Linked DNA regions of Sus scrofa: region 1 is linked to region 2. Evidence: chromatin contacts called from public Hi-C data. All regions are on one chromosome and are shown on one strand. The core of a region is the stretch at or near the end of the contact, and the rest is flanking DNA. Distances in the headings are between cores, read along the strand shown. Region 1 holds the start of UHRF1BP1 (UHRF1-binding protein 1). Region 2 overlaps C7H6orf106 (chromosome 7 open reading frame, human C6orf106).

Region 1 (2,856 bases), core at 183-2,682, 100 kb before region 2:
TGACTACAAAGCAGAAGTGAACACCGTTAGTTCTTTCCACAGGCCATCAAAACACCTCCACATCTTAAAGGGAAGGTTGTTGAAACTTCATGCCGAGCTCTTATGACCTTTCTCCATTTAGTCTGTGATAAGGAGAAGAGAAGCAAAGGAGGGAGAAAGGAGATCAGAGGCTCGGCCCAGGGTGCAAGAACTAGACCTTTTTTTTGTCTTTTCTAGGGCTGCACCCACGGCATATGAAGGTTCCCAGGTTAGGGGTCAAATCGGAGCTATAGCTGCCAAGCCTATGCCAGAGCCACAGCAACGCAGGATCCGAGCTGCGTCTGCAACCTACACCACAGCTCACGGCAACGCCGGATCCTTAACCCACTGAGCAAGGCCAGGGATCGAACCCGCAACCTCATGGTTCCTAGTCAGATTCGTTAACCACTGAGCCACGACGGGAACTCCAACTAGCCTTTTTTCAAGGGTGATGCAACAGGGTCAGCCAGACGATGAAGAGGAGGAGCTGGGAGCTTCTGGGAAGGAGAAACCAGTGCCCGGGTTGGAAATCTGGGCGGAAGAATGGGTCATGCAAGACTGGATGACAGGGTCATCTAGACGGGGCCGGAATGAAGGGTCTAATCCGCAGCAGAAGGAGGAAGAGGAAGGTGGGGAGGGGATAGTGGGCGGGTAAAGAGGCGGGCGGAGAGCCCGGAGGGAGGGACAGCGGGTCCTTAGCGCAGAGGAGACCACACGGGGTGGGCAGGGAAGGGTGGAAAGGTGGGGGCCACGGAGTGACGGGCAGAGGGCCCGGGGGACAGACATGCAAGGGGACGGGGTGACCTGGTGGGCAGTGTGGGACCTGAGGGCGCGAGCAGCCGGTCAGGGCACTCTGGGCGTCGGCAGGGACCGGGGTTGCTAAGACGAGGAGGAGAGCCTGGGCTCCCGTGCACAGGCAGGGGCGCCGGGTCCCCGAGGGCCCAGGGCGAGGGAACAGCAGAGCGGTGACAACGGTCGGAGCCACCGGAGTGGGGAGGAGACTGTCCGGCTCGAGTTGAGGCGGGGATGGCCGCGGAGTCCCGGCCCGGAGCACGGCGCAGGGGGGGAGGGTCCAAGGGGGCGAGGAAGGGCCCGGGACCACTGGGGGCCGGCGCTGGCGCTCTCACCGGGACAGGTGCTTCAGGATCTGCTTCTTAATGAGCCCGGCCATGCCGGAGCCGCGGCCCGCGTGGAAGGCAGGCGGGCAGCTGCGGCCTCCTCAGCGACGGAGAAGAGGCGGCCCCTCACCTCGCCGCGGTGCGGGGACCGGATGCCGCCGCCACAGCCGCCGCCATGGCGCTCTCCCGCCCCTGCCCGGGCGTCCGGAGCTCCGCCACGATCCCACCCACCCGCGCGGCGACGCGGAGTTCGCGCGCCGCCCGCCCGGCTCGCGATCGCGGCGGCCTGGGGCGCGCGCTCTGAGAAGGGATGGCGCGGCGGCGGGAGCGCGCGCGGCGAGGGGCGGGCTCCCCGCTCTCCCTCAGCCGGCATCGAGCGCCGCCCGCCTGACTCGCGGCGGGCCGGGGACGAGCCCTGATGGAGGGGCGCGCGCGGCGGCGGGTGCGCGCGCGGGCGGGCGGGCACCCAGCTCTCCCTCAGCCTGTGGTCGGCCTCTCAGTGGTGGGAGATCCGAGAGCTTCGCCTCTGAGCTTCGGGAGGTATACACCCCGGCAGTAGTCAGGAAGTCTCAGGGAAAGGCGGCGTGTAGTGTTTTCAGGAACTTGCTAGCTAATTGCATACCTCCTGGCCCCTTCTCATTCATTTCCCTCACACGTTCACTCATTTGCTGAGCACAAGCTCACCGCGCTCCGGGATGACGCTGGAGTGAAAAGTAGAATCGGGGCGCTCTGCTGCCTGTGTTAAGGGGTGAGAGCGGGCACCCCGTCATCCTCTCTGCACCCCTTAGCCTCTACCTGGTTAACCAGTGGGTACTCATTTTATTTGGCACGGGGGTGCACTGCAGAGACAGCACAAAGGGAGACTAGTTTTATTTTTTTTTAATTTTATGGCCGCACAGGCGGCATATGGAAGTTCCCGGGCCAGGGATTGAATCCCGGCTGGAGCTGCCATCTACCGGGCCGCTGCCAGAACAAGGAACACTTTTGGGGAGGGAGGGCTTTTTTAGGGCCGCACCTGCGGCACAAGGAAGTTCCCAGGCTAGGGATCGAATCAGAGGTCCAGCTGTGGACCTATACCACAGCCACAGCAACGCAGGATCCTTAACCCACTGAGCGGGGCCAGGGATCCAACCCGCACGGACACTATATCAGGTTCTTTTCCGCTGAGCCACGAAGGAACTCCAGAACAAGGAATCCTTTAACCCACCTCCCGGTGCTGGGGATTGAACCCACACCTCCGCGGTGATCCCAAACCGCTTCAGGTGGATTCCCAACCCACTGCATCACAGCTGGAACTGAGAGACAGAACAAAGGACTTTAGGGATTAACTTGGTTTTACAAATAAGGAAACTGAGGCTTAGGGAAATAGTTGAAAGAGCTTATTCAAGGTAACAGCTCAAGACTAGAACCCAAGTATTCTTACTCTCAGCCCCATGCTACTTCCACTCTATTTAGTCCATACACTTTAAAAAGTTAACCCAGGAATTTCCTGGTGGCCTAGCGGTTGGGGATCTGGCACTGTCACTGCTGTGGTGTGGGTTCAATTCCTTGCCAGGGAAATTCCTCATGTGGTGGGCCCAGCCAGAAAGAAAAAAAAAAAAAAAAAAAAAGGCCTAACCCATATGCCAGGGACACCTGTAGATTCTGGCAAAGGTGGGAGGGTGGCAGTTTTCTAGACTTAAACCTTTAAGCAAAAACCTGAGCAAAATACTCTCCAAGA
Region 2 (2,753 bases), core at 38-2,537:
GGATCCGGCATTGCTGTGAGCTGTGTTGTAGGTCAAAGATGCAGCTCAGATCCTATGTGGCTGTGGCTGTGGCTGTGGTGTAGGCCAGCCAATTCAACCCCTAGCCTGAGAACTTCAGTATGCCACCAGTGAGGCCCTAAAAAAACCCAAAAAACAAAAAAACAAAAAAAAAAAAAACCATTCGACCCAGCACTCCCACTCTTGGGCATATATCCAAAGAAAACTTTAATTCGAAAAGATACATGCACCCCAGTGTTCATGGCAGTGCTATTTACAATAGCCAGGACATGGAAGCAACCTAAATGTCTATTGACAGAGGAATGGATAAAGAAGATGTGGTACTATACACAATGGAATATTACTCAGCCATAAAAAGAATGAAGTAATGCTATTTGCAGCAACATGGATGGACCTAGAGAGTATCATACTAAGTGAAGTAAGACAGAGAAAGACAAATATCATATGATACCACTTTTATGTGGAATCTAAAATATACAAACAAACTTATTTACAAAACAGAAATAGACTCTCAGACATAGAAGACAAACTTAGAGTTACCAAAGAGGAAAAGGGGTCGGGGAGAGAGAGATTAGGAGTTTGGGATTAGCAGATCCAAACTACTGTATGTGAAATAGCTAGCAATAAGTTCCTACTGTATAGCACAGGGAACTGTATTCAGTATAAACCCAAATCACTTTGCTGTGCACTAGAAACTAGCATGATATGTAAATCAACTGTGCTTCACTTAAAAAATAAAAAATGAATAAAGTTTTACCATTTTAACTTACTACAATTCTGTAGTATAAAGGATATTCACAGTGTTATGTAACCATCACCATCATCCATCTTTGCTTGTGCCCTTTTTTCCCCTGTTACACTACCTCCCTTTGTTCTTCAGGACACTTAACCATTTGAAATCAGAGAAAAACTTTTCTTGAGCAAAAACACTGAAGGAACTGAGACGTTTAACCTTTCAGGCTGGGCCTCATGCTGAGTTAGTGCCTTCCCTTTCCCATCTCCTCAGCCAGCTCTGTTTCATGCAGTTTCTTATTGGCTAGTAATAATAGTTGCATATGTTGTTTTGAACAGAATACAGTGCTATCATGTCTGCTTGTTCTTACATTGAATTGGAGCTGTTTAGTCTATTCTTGCTGTTCCTTGGCCCAGTGAGTTAGTGATCTAGATGGTCCAGGTGCCAAGGAACTTATACCCACATTTTAAGTTGTGTACCTTCCTGATAGATTAGAGCACCACTGGGCTAATGTCCACTCTCCACCTTTTACTTGTAAAATGAATATGCTTTGTCATCCTTCACTCCTGCTTCCTGCCAGGAATCCAGTTCACTACTTTCAGTTTCACTTCGTGCTTTAACAAATATTTCCTAATCTGTGGCTAAATTTCCTATATAATAGAGGTACAAGTAAGCAGGTTTTTTGGCTTGACTGTGGGATGAAGGCTGATTTGAGGAGGGAGATGAATCTGCCTAAGTAGGGTAGCTGGACTTTTCCACTTGTTAGTATTTCTACTGCGCTCGTCTCTGAGTCCTGTCTGATATGAGGTGGAGCCAAGTGGCGAAATATGACACAGGCTGAGGATAAGAATTGGCAGTTGTCCTGAGCGCACAAATAGTTTCTTCCCTCTCAAGCATATTTTACAGCCAAGTGAACAGAAAACAATTCAGGCTGTTTGCCTGGGACCTTCGGCAGAAAAATTATCTTTATAAAATGTGGACACTTAGTTTTTATGAAAAGCTTTCAGAAGAACAAAGTGCAAACTAGGCTTATTTTTCTCTCCCTCATTTTATCTTTGATCTCTAAGTATAAGGCTGATTCCAGATGTACTCCTAAGCCTATTTGTGGGTGGTAGGGTCTGGGCCTCCCCAAGTTTGACCAGTCACATATTCTTCACTTTGGATCACAGTCAGCTAGATAAGGAAATTTCTAGAAGAGTCTAAAGTCCAAGTGTTCCTATTGAATGGTCAAGTAAACAGGCACAGTTTGGACCCTGGCCCAGCTCTGCGCTGTGTAAATTTTATCTAGCACACACGGGCCGGCAGCTGGTAGTGGTATAATTCCAGGCAGTACTGATTAATACTACAGGCCACCCTTGCATGAGCCTTGACCTGAGGTAGCTGCTCTAAATATAGCCTTCCTTTCTGGCAGCTGCAAACACCTGGAGGAGCAGACAGGCCCCCAGCAGAAAAGTATTTGCTGTTAATAGCATGTCTCTTCAACAGTTGTGTACTGTCAGAACTTATTTCATGCTATGTTTGTGCATAATTAAAAGCAACCCGCTGAATCCATTGGCTTATGGTTGGGTTATGTTTGGAAAAGGCTATTTTTGCGTGGTTAAACTGTGGGGTCTGGGAATGATGTCACTGGTTTGAGGAAGACCATAATAAGAGAAGCAGTTACCGTAATTTCTTTGATCTCTAATGAACATAGCTTACTTAAACCCTTTAGTGGCCTTTGGTTTCTGGCACTGATGAACCATGCTGTCAGTCATGTGATTCTGTTCAATTAGAAACTCTGATTTGTGTGCTTGGAGTTCCTTCGTAAGGGGGCTTATAAGCATGTAAGTAATTAAAAAGAAAATTTACAAAATGGTACTTCCGAAAAGAAACTACAAATGACTTGTAAACATATAAAATACATTTAACTTCTCATAAAAAGAGAAAACTTTCTCTCGAGAAAACCATTTTAAGACCTCACTGAGATCTTATTTTTTACCTATCAGATTGACAAAAATCCAAA

What was found. Hi-C and Micro-C count contacts between places; a contact is called where the count stands out from the background.
Region 1: a Hi-C map of liver shows a contact between it and region 2, with 2.9 times the contacts expected there. The contact joins the promoter of UHRF1BP1 here to the enhancer-like site in region 2. A contact is called at or near these places in 2 of 47 Hi-C or Micro-C datasets (liver and skeletal muscle) and 2 of 2 datasets of contacts at active chromatin or transcription factors (alveolar macrophages and skeletal muscle).

Annotation. Positions count from the first base shown.
Region 1 is chr7:30,730,042-30,732,897 of Sscrofa11.1, reverse strand. UHRF1BP1 (UHRF1-binding protein 1) reads right to left here and starts at 1,432. Exons shown (of 21, transcript XM_021098612.1): 1 at 1,146-1,432. The coding sequence starts at 1,189.
Region 2 is chr7:30,629,340-30,632,092 of Sscrofa11.1, reverse strand. All of the region lies in intron 2 of C7H6orf106 (chromosome 7 open reading frame, human C6orf106), which reads left to right. Among named protein-coding and RNA genes, the nearest start is that of C7H6orf106, 36 kb to the left of the region's middle. Within about 2 kb of position 1,287, at least 58 of the 83 cell types and tissues checked have an H3K27ac peak or open chromatin away from gene starts, as enhancers often do. A contact at or near this core is called in alveolar macrophages, liver and skeletal muscle, where this site is marked.